Regions from separate parts of the Mus musculus genome. Here regions 1 and 3 are each linked to region 2. A link is a contact called in public Hi-C and HiChIP or PLAC-seq data. All regions are on one chromosome and are shown on one strand. Each heading gives the region's core, a stretch centred on a gene start, on an enhancer-like site or on the middle of the called end of the contact. The rest is flanking DNA. Distances are from core to core; before and after follow the strand shown. Region 1 overlaps Thada (thyroid adenoma associated). Region 2 has its middle 9.7 kb from the start of Gm35457. Region 3 overlaps Gm19696 (predicted gene, 19696).

Evidence for each region. A called contact is a pair of places that touch in the nucleus more often than the background predicts. HiChIP or PLAC-seq counts read pairs in DNA pulled down with a chosen protein or histone mark.
Region 1: a contact with region 2 is called in a Hi-C map of embryonic fibroblasts, with 15 read pairs. The contact joins two enhancer-like sites. A contact is called at or near these places in 7 of 484 Hi-C or Micro-C datasets (the C10 cell line, T follicular helper cells, bone marrow-derived macrophages and 3 more), 2 of 115 datasets of contacts at active chromatin or transcription factors (the HPC-7 cell line and embryonic stem cells) and 1 of 9 other capture datasets (embryonic stem cells).
Region 3: a contact with region 2 is called in an H3K27ac HiChIP or PLAC-seq map of the HPC-7 cell line, with 14 times the contacts expected there. The contact joins two enhancer-like sites. A contact is called at or near these places in 1 of 15 datasets of contacts at CTCF or cohesin (the NIH/3T3 cell line), 5 of 484 Hi-C or Micro-C datasets (the G1E-ER4 cell line, the HPC-7 cell line, embryonic fibroblasts and 1 more), 11 of 115 datasets of contacts at active chromatin or transcription factors (the HPC-7 cell line, double positive thymocytes, embryonic fibroblasts and 8 more) and 1 of 9 other capture datasets (embryonic stem cells).

Annotation. Positions count from the first base shown.
Region 1 is chr17:84,214,566-84,217,490 of GRCm38.p6, forward strand. The region is part of intron 36 of Thada (thyroid adenoma associated); the gene reads right to left. It overlaps Gm36279 (a long non-coding RNA gene), which reads left to right. Exons shown (of 4, transcript XR_385852.4): 4 at 1,432-2,925. Among named protein-coding and RNA genes, the nearest start is that of Gm36279, 24 kb to the left of the region's middle. Within about 2 kb of position 1,371, at least 56 of the 459 cell types and tissues checked have an H3K27ac peak or open chromatin away from gene starts, as enhancers often do. A contact at or near this core is called in embryonic fibroblasts, where this site is marked.
Region 2 is chr17:83,972,202-83,975,132 of GRCm38.p6, forward strand. No RefSeq gene overlaps it. Among named protein-coding and RNA genes, the nearest start is that of Gm35457, 9.7 kb to the left of the region's middle. Within about 2 kb of position 1,665, at least 134 of the 459 cell types and tissues checked have an H3K27ac peak or open chromatin away from gene starts, as enhancers often do. A contact at or near this core is called in the G1E-ER4 cell line, the HPC-7 cell line, embryonic fibroblasts and 3 more, where this site is marked.
Region 3 is chr17:84,147,528-84,150,374 of GRCm38.p6, forward strand. The region is part of intron 1 of Gm19696 (predicted gene, 19696); the gene reads right to left. Among named protein-coding and RNA genes, the nearest start is that of Gm19696, 7.5 kb to the right of the region's middle. Within about 2 kb of position 1,499, at least 216 of the 459 cell types and tissues checked have an H3K27ac peak or open chromatin away from gene starts, as enhancers often do. A contact at or near this core is called in the G1E-ER4 cell line, the HPC-7 cell line, embryonic fibroblasts and 3 more, where this site is marked.

The DNA of each region.
Region 1 (2,925 bases), core at 121-2,620, 240 kb after region 2:
GGAATACTGTTCAACTGGTAAAGTGCTACATGCAAGCATGAGAACATAGCCTGGCTCCCTGGGACCCAGGTAAAAATCTGGGTACAGTGCCATTTACCTGAAATCCCAGAGCTGGGAGACACGATAAGAGATTTCTTGAGGTGAGCCAGTATAACTGATTTGGGATCTTTATTTAAATAAGGTGGGGCATGATTGAGGAAGACAGTCAATATCAAACTCTAGTCATCACATGCACAAACCCCTCAAGAGACAGAAAGACTGGCTGGCCATGGTGGTGCACGCCTTTAATCCCAGTACTTGGGAGGCAGAGGTAGTCAGATGTCTGTGAGTTCAAGGCCAGCCTGGTCTCATCACAGGTTCTAAGACAGTTAGAAATACAAAGAAGGACCTGTTTGGAGGCAGGGGGTCAGGGTTGGGGGTCAGGGGGGAGACTGACAGAAACAGAGAAATCATGAAGACCATTCTTTAGCTGAGTCTCTCGGCTTCCTTTCTCTTTTTACCTGCTCCATTTTAGCCTCCTTTCATCTTTCCTGTAGTTGACTTAGCAGGGAACTAAGATGCTCACCAGAACGTTATATCCTAAACTAAGCCTTGAATTTCAAATATCATTCTTGTCTCTTCAAGCCTCCCAACCCACTAAGTCCACCACTGCAAACTACAAATAGTGGGAGTTTAAGTCCCTATTTTCCGTGGTGAGAGGCAGCCCCACCACAGGCAAACCCTGTGACCGACTCCTTTTCTCTCCAGGTGGTTGGCCTTGAATCTAGCAGGCTGTGCGTTGGGCATCCTGCCTACTGGGTACTCATTTAAAAAAAAAAACCAAACAAACCCAAAACAAAAACCTGTGGTTTCTGGGAAATGGATATTGTGAAATGGAGTGAAAAGAACTTGCAGTCTGAAACTAGTGGCCTTTCCCTCCCCTCACACTTGAGTAAGAACTCCCTGACAGAGCGGCTTCTTCAAAGATGAGAAACAAGGGAGATTTATGGACAGGCCTGTTAAAGAAAGCTGGGACTGCTTGTAGCCACGGTGGAAGGTCAGGGGATTCCTAGATCTCTTCTAGGTTGGTAGGTAGGGTAGACAGGAAGGAGATGAGCCACCAGAAAAATATTCCTGCTAGTTTCTCAGTCAAATCCAATTTTTGGCCAGAAGCCTACTTATGTTTGGCTCAGTCTCTTACTTATAACTCCTGAAGGGCGAGGAAGGGCTAGAGGCAGAGCCTAAGGGCGACACTGCACATGACACATCCTGAGCCCTGGGAGTGCAGAGCCAATGATTTCTATGTGCATTTTGTAAGTATAAAGTAGAGTGTGGACTATCAAACAGGCCTCCCCATCATTTCCCTGGCTGGAGAGGTCAGAGGAATTACATCATGGTGGCCTAGTGGCAAAGGCTTATAACACTGAGGACTCTTACTTTCTGGTCTGACAGGACTGAAGTACCAGTGTGACCTGACCTAAGCCTGCAAGGCTCATTATGGCTCACAAGGGAGGCTGCACAGGAAAGCCCACCACCCTGAGGTCCAGATCCACCTGCCTTTCCACAACCAAAGAGAGCTACAGAAACCAGGTCACAGTCTGATGCAAGCCACTCTAGGTGCTAACCTGTCAGCTACCTTGCTGATGCAAGATATTCTCTATCCTGAAAATCTCTATCCTTAAAAAGCTTCTGGTGTGGGTGAGCCGATGAGACTCCTGACCAACAAACACCAGAACTGAAGAAGGTGGGTGTGACCAAAGTCGTCTGAGTTCTGATGTCCAAAAGGCCATGTGGAAAAGGAGGTCCAAGGAGCTGGCTAGGCCTTAGGAACCTAAGACTAATGGGCTGACTTAGCACAGGCCATGACAACACTCCCACAGACATGAAGTAGGTATAGGCAGGGTGACTCTAAAAGGACCTGGGACTCTACCCATTCTTGGGTCTTTCCACAGTGTCACTCTGCCATATCCCTCCTGCATGTCTTTATTCTTTAGCCTCTACTAGGTGCTGTCACCCAGTCACTTCTCTTCCCATCACTTCTAACGATATGGTGATTGTAATTGCAAGGTGTGTGTGCTTGTCTTCTAAGTAAGCCTTTACATTTCAGGCAATGGATGGGGCTAAAATGTCACACGGATCCACATTCACTTGATTTTATTTTATTTTTTTAATTTTGAGACAGGATTTCTGTGTAGCCCTGGCTATCCTAGAACTCGCTCTATAAACCAAGCTGGCCTCAAACTCACAGATATCCACCTGCCTCTGCCTCTCAAGTACTGGGATTAAATGTGTGTGTCACTACCATCTGGCCCATATTCTCATTTATGAGGACAGAGACAATTCATCCATCTTTTCTCGTATACTTGGCTCTGTGAGTTGCGATGATAAAAGCAACATGGATGCAAGCGAGGTAAAATCTGTCTGGGAATGATGAGCAGGGTTCTAAATAACCAAGGCCAGGGGCTCAGTACCATTCAAATGTGAGCCCCCAGCTGCCAGTGTGAATGCAGCTAGCCCTCTGCAGTATTAGAGCATGTCAGAACTAGAGGATGGAAGTGGGAAGTATGCATCTCTCTTCCATGCCCATCCCCTACCATGTAGACGGGGAACGTCTTAGCTGAGCATGTTGCTACTTGGCTCAAATCAACAGTCCTGGGCCTCTTGTGAGAGCTGCAGACCACGAGCAGCTCCTGGCTGCTAAGGTTGATGTTGAAGGAGATGCAGCACCTACAGTGGCCTTCCCTTCCTCCTGTCACTAGACAGTGCACATGGGAGTGAGGCTGGACCTACCGTCTTAGAAGACAAGAGGGACAGTACAACTGCAAATGTAGAGCAGTGGGAAATAAGGTGTGGGTCCCTTGATGACAGGGCCACCACACAAGCCTGCTGGGTATTCTGAGTTAGGGAGAAAAGCTACTGACTTGTTTAAGCAACTACAAACGTGGT
Region 2 (2,931 bases), core at 415-2,914:
CATTGTTTCCCTAGAGGCGCGCTCCCGGAACAGCAGCTGGGCTGGAAGAGCAGCAGTGCTCAAAGGGAGGGAGGCTGAGAAGCAGAGCAGGGAGAGCCCCCTCTTTCTGTAGAGTAGAAGTGGGCAGGGCACAGAAAGGGGAGACAGGTGGGTTTCTATGGGCTCCTTAAAGCGTTCAAGCAGACAGTTCTCCAGTGTCACAAGGTGGCCTGGCTTGCTTCTCAACGGCATTCCTCCTGAGCTGGAACAAGGTAATTGTTCCCAATACCAGATCTTCTGACCACCCAGCATAGGTGGATTCAGAGGCCCCAGGAATTCCTCCAGGAAGCCTACCCTTAACATGTCTTCTAAATCACATGCGGTCTAGGATCAATGGACACAAATCTGGGCTGAGCAGAGCTTGGGCAGAGGCCAGAAGGAGAGGGTACCCAACCTGAACAGAGGGGCGGGACAGTCGTTCCTTGCTGGCATAGACAGACTACAGAGACCCAAAGAAAGTCAGAGGTCAGCTTAGATCAACCCTTAGGTAGTTAAAAGAAGCAGACCAAACACAAAGTGTGTGTACGTGTATGTGTGTGTAGGATGGGGAGGATCCTGGTTGTCATGGTACTGGGGCCCCTGAGCCAGGCCATGAAGGCTGAGCTCAAGCAGGGGTAAGGCTTTGAGAGGAAACTGCAATTAAAAGACCAGCTGTCAAGAGGTCCCCACAACCAACAGTGAAGAGACCCTCAACTAGGACACGGGCACCCAAGCAACTTGACTGCAGAACCTGAAGATGCCATGGACTTCCTGTCCTTTCTGTTAGGGAAGTCAGGGCTGAAGCCCATGTAGCCCAAGGCCATCTTCTTATAGAGGAGAGACCAAAGCAGACTCAAAGTCGAGCTGGAACTAGGCTAGTCCCTCAGGCTTTCTCATTGGTTTTCCATCCCACGTGGTCCCCCATCCCACACATGGCCCCCCATCCCACGTGGTCTCCTTTCCTACGTGACCCCACATCCCATGTGGTCCTACATCTCACATGGTCCCCCATCCCACATGGCCCCACATCCCATGTGGTCCTACAGCTCATGTTCTCTCTTTCATCCTTTCTCAGGATTGAGCTCTTTTTTATGATTCCCTTTTCTGGTTAGGAAATATTTCCTGTGCATGGTTGATGTTAGACACATCAGAGCAAACTCCTAGAATGGTTGGCCAGGTGTCACCAGGTGTTGGCAGACTAGGGGCATAAAACAGGCAAAAGTCACAGGCTATAGGTCTTTGAGATGGCTACAGTCGGGTGGTGGCATTTGGAACATGGAATAGGATTCAAGTGACAGGGCTGACCCCCTGAGGGTGAGCCTCTTCCTGCTCACCCTGAGTTTGTATTCACAATACAAAACTCTGGCAACAGGTGGCAGTGCTACTCCGTCCTGAATCCAAGATGGCTTGCCAGGAGATGTTCTGAAATGCATTCATTCGTTCATTCGTCCCACGAGTATTTATTGAGTGTTTACAATGTGCTGGAGACATTTCTAGATCCTTGGGATACAATATTCAATGCAGGAAAGAACTGCCCTCTGGGAGCTTCCTCCTCAAGCAGGAAGACAGCGAGTAAAAGAGAAACACATCTGGTGTGTGGTGTGGTGAAAGAGAGAACAGAGCCTAGGGGAGAAAGCTGAGAGTGTGGAGTTAAATCCGAAGGCAGAGATGAGACGAGCGGCATTGAAGGAGGGGTGGGGCTGCTGCAGAGGCTGGAGAGGAAGGGACGGGTCGTCTGCAGGGATGGGGCTTACTGGAGTGTGGGTTTGTTACTCTATTCTGTACTTGTCTTGCTGCTGTGATAAAATGCCTCAGAAAAGGAACTTAAGGAAAAGGGGTCTACTCTGGTTCGTACGTAGCCTGAGGGTACCGTCAGAGTGTGTCAGGGAAGCCTGGCGGCAGGAGTCTGAGGTGGCTGATCTCACCGCATCCACAGTCAGGAAGCAAAGAGACAGCAGATGCTGCTGCAGCTCACCTTGCAGGCTCCTTTCCGTTCAATGTTTGACCTCAGTCCATGACATGGTACCACCCACTCTAGGGTGGACCTTCCCACCTAGTCAGCCTAATCTAGATAAACCCTCACAGGCAAGCGGAGGTTTGTTTTCCTTGGTGAATCCCAAACCAAGGAGTTACAGTCGAAGAACCGTCACAATTACACGTGTCGGATGAGGAAGACTCACAGTCAGAGAGGAACAGACACTGTCCAAAACGAGAAATCGAAATTTGGAGGGCGCTTTGTCTCACCTGTCCTGTCCTGATGTCCCATTCGGTCCTGGGACTACGTCCCCTCAATGCGGCAGATCCACAGGCTCAAATCCTGCCTGCTTTCCTTTCTAGGCACGTTTTGTGACCAACCTTTAGTTATTGTGTGTAGTTATTGAGGTCCTGAGAGTAAAATATTGTTCAGGATGTATATCAACCCCACCTCCACCCTGCCCATTATCTATGAAACTTGAGAAGGTATGGATCTCAGGAGTTCTAGCAAACAAGGAAGTCCCAAAACAGAGGGTAGCTGGTGCCCGACGATAACCTTAGAGGAGAATGAGTGACTGTCTTAGTCTGTAACAGAATGCCGCAGGCGGGTGGTTTATCATGAAAGGAGAGTTACTTCTCACAATTCAGGAGACTGACACTGAGGTATCCAAGAGACCTTCTTGCTACATCATAGCATTGTTGGGATATATATATATATATATATGAATGAATGAATATGGCAGAGACAGAGGGAGAGAGACAGAACAAACTTTTATTTTATAACAAATCCATTTCAGAGGGAACTAGTCTATCTACTCTCTCAACAATGGCATTAATCCACTCATAACAATAGGGATCTTGACCTGTTCACATCTTAAAGGTCCTGCTTCCTGTCCCTTCCCAGCAGTAGCTACATTTCAGTAAATGTCACATCGGGGA
Region 3 (2,847 bases), core at 249-2,748, 180 kb after region 2:
CTTTCCTGAGGCTCGTGACTCCAGGACCTTGCATAGACCAAGCAAACCACCCTGGAAGCGGCCTAACCCCTGTGTAGCTCCGACCTGGAACTTGCTAGAAAAAAAAAAAGCTGGCCTCACACTCATAGAGAGCCATCTGCCTCTGCCTCCAGCGCTGGATTAGAGGTGTGCACCACCCACCATGTCTGGCTTTCATGGTCTTAGACAGGGTCTAAGTTTCTCAAGCTCCTCTTGAATCTTCCTGCCTTGGCCTCCCAGAGAGCCCAAGCCTAGCTAAGACCCAGCTCTGTCTAGAAAACCTCCTGACCCTCAGGCCCCCCGGGGACCTCTCTGTACAAAGTGCAGATAAGGCTCTGTCAGGTTGGGGCTCTATTGTTATCTGTTCTCACAGCTGGCTCTCCGGGTCCTGGGCCTCCCCAACGGCCCCATCTCCGAGTCTGACTCAGTGGCACCCCAGGAAGCTCTGCATGAACGAATCAATGTGCTCTGTAACTTAGTCAATTCCCTCTGCCCTGCTGTAGCTGAAAGAACATTCTCTCCTGGGTAACTGGGAAGAAGTGGCTGGCCTATGGGAGGTGCAGGGCAGGGCACCACTGGGGTGGCTTGTGGCACCTGCTATTGTCTAAAAGATTCGCCTGGAGTATCCACATTGAGGCATTTGTGCTATGTCTTCACGTGGCTCTGATGGAGACCCTGGGACTACATGAAAAAGCATGGGGGCTTGACAACAGAATTAATCATTATTAATTATTATTTAGTATATAAACTATATTATTTATATTATTATTGTGGTTGTGGTTGTTTGAGACATGGGTTTGAAAACCAGCCTGGCCTCAAACTTACACCTGCCTCTGCCTTGCCAAATACTAGAATTAAAAGAGCACCCCCATCCACCCAGCTTGGAAATCTTTTTAAGAAGTCTTGGGGGATGGGTGTCTGGCTTGCATGAGATCCTACATTCCATCCCCAGCACCAAGTAATAAGTAAACAAATACACGAATTAAATAAATATAAACAGGAAGTCAGCTTCCCATTAGGGGCCGGGGCCAGTGACCCTCCTGCAGGACCTGTCCTTCTCTAAGTGGTCTACAGCTGTCACCCACAGCCCTACTCAAGTCCCACCTCAACTAAAGGGGCTCAAGGCATCACCCAGCAGGGCCTGGGACTGGGGCCCGGGATGAATCCTGGCTAGCCACCCACCTCCAACTGCGGTGTTGGCACTCACCAGCCACAGGGTTTCAGGTTTCAGTGTTTTCCTCTCTAGGGCACTTTCTATTTTTCAATACTTTTCCTATCACAGCCAAATAACAGAAAAAGGAAATTGGTTGAACCTCCTGAAGACCAAGGGTTGTGGGGTGGGCAGTGGGGGCAGAGCAGGACAAGCGAGGCGATAGGCCAAGCTAGCTTGGGAAAAGCTGGAGGCCAGGGTTGCTGGGTACCACTCCCCCTCCCTGCTCAAGCTGACTCACACCCCCTTCTCCTTCCAGGGCTGACTCATTGTTTCCCTCAAACAGCAGGCCTGCCAGGCCCCGTTCCTTCTTAATGAACAGCTCCAGAGCCTGCTGGATGACATCCTGGCCTGCCAGGCCCAGAAGCAACTGAGTTCTCTCTGCCTGCACCCACTTCTGGAGGGCAGTCGCTTGTTCCCTCAAGGGGCCAAGCCCTGCACAAGCTTGAGAAGAGAGGGGAGCGGGCAAGGTAGCGTCCTGGGAACAGTCATCATCTAACCAGGCTCAGGCTTCTCAAAGATTGGGGGTGGGGTGGGGCATGGTGACCAAGCAAGACCTAGGCTCCCCATCTGTAAAATGTTGGGATAATCACCCTACATCTTAGAGGTGTTTAGTGAACCAATGACTTCACCTTTATCCCTTTGCATGTGCAGGGTGCATGTGAGCATGTGTGTTCAGATTAAGCCTTGTGTTCTGCACCCGGGGCTACATCCTTTTATACTGAGGTCTCCTGTAGCCCATGGCCTTGACTTCCTAATCCTCCTGGTTCCACCTCCCAGGGTGCTGGGATTACAGAATTACATCACCACCCCCAGTTTTAATCCTACTTATTTTTTTTTTTTTAAAAAGCTATATGTAAGTATGTTACCGTTGGAGGAAGAAAAGAACGGTCTGTGGGGAGCTAGTGTTAAGTAAAACACACCCAGAACCCCAGGCCAGGATCAGAGGGGATATTCGGCTGTGGGGGTGGGGTGAGGGTGAGGGGCTCCCCCAGGTCTCAGCAGGCCCAGCTCCTTCCCTCAGCACCCCTCAGTGAGAGCATTGACGGTTCCCAGCAGGATCTACCCCAGCCCCTAAACCCCTTTTCTCATGGAAGCTGTGCTGGGCAGTCCTCTGGGGAGCTAGGCGCCAGCTCCAGCTGATAACCTGCCCACCTGGGCCACTGCTGAAGAGACCCAACCCAAAGGTTTCCATCCAGGGCTTTTTGAAATTTCAAAAATGATGGGCCCATGGAGATGGCCCCGTGGTGGGGGAGGGGAGCCCAGTTGCGGCCCCCACTCCACCCTAACAGCGAGTCTAGGCTCACTGTGTGCTCATCTGAATCGGTGATCAAAATTGCTGGAGATTCACCTCAGCAGAGGTGTGCAGGCCTGGCATGGCTAAGGCCCCCCACCCCCACCCCCACCCCCACCCCCGTGGTCCAATCCCTAGGATCACCAGAAAAGCAAAGGAAAAAAAATGAGTGGGATTCCTATGTGATTTCTCCGGCTGGAGTTGTCAATCTGAATTGGGCTGGATGGTTCTGGCAAGTTAGCGCCCATCTCTGAGCCCCCACTTCCATGTCCGTATTAAGAGAAGAATCCTTGCTTTGAGCGTTAGGACAAAGAAGGCACCCCAG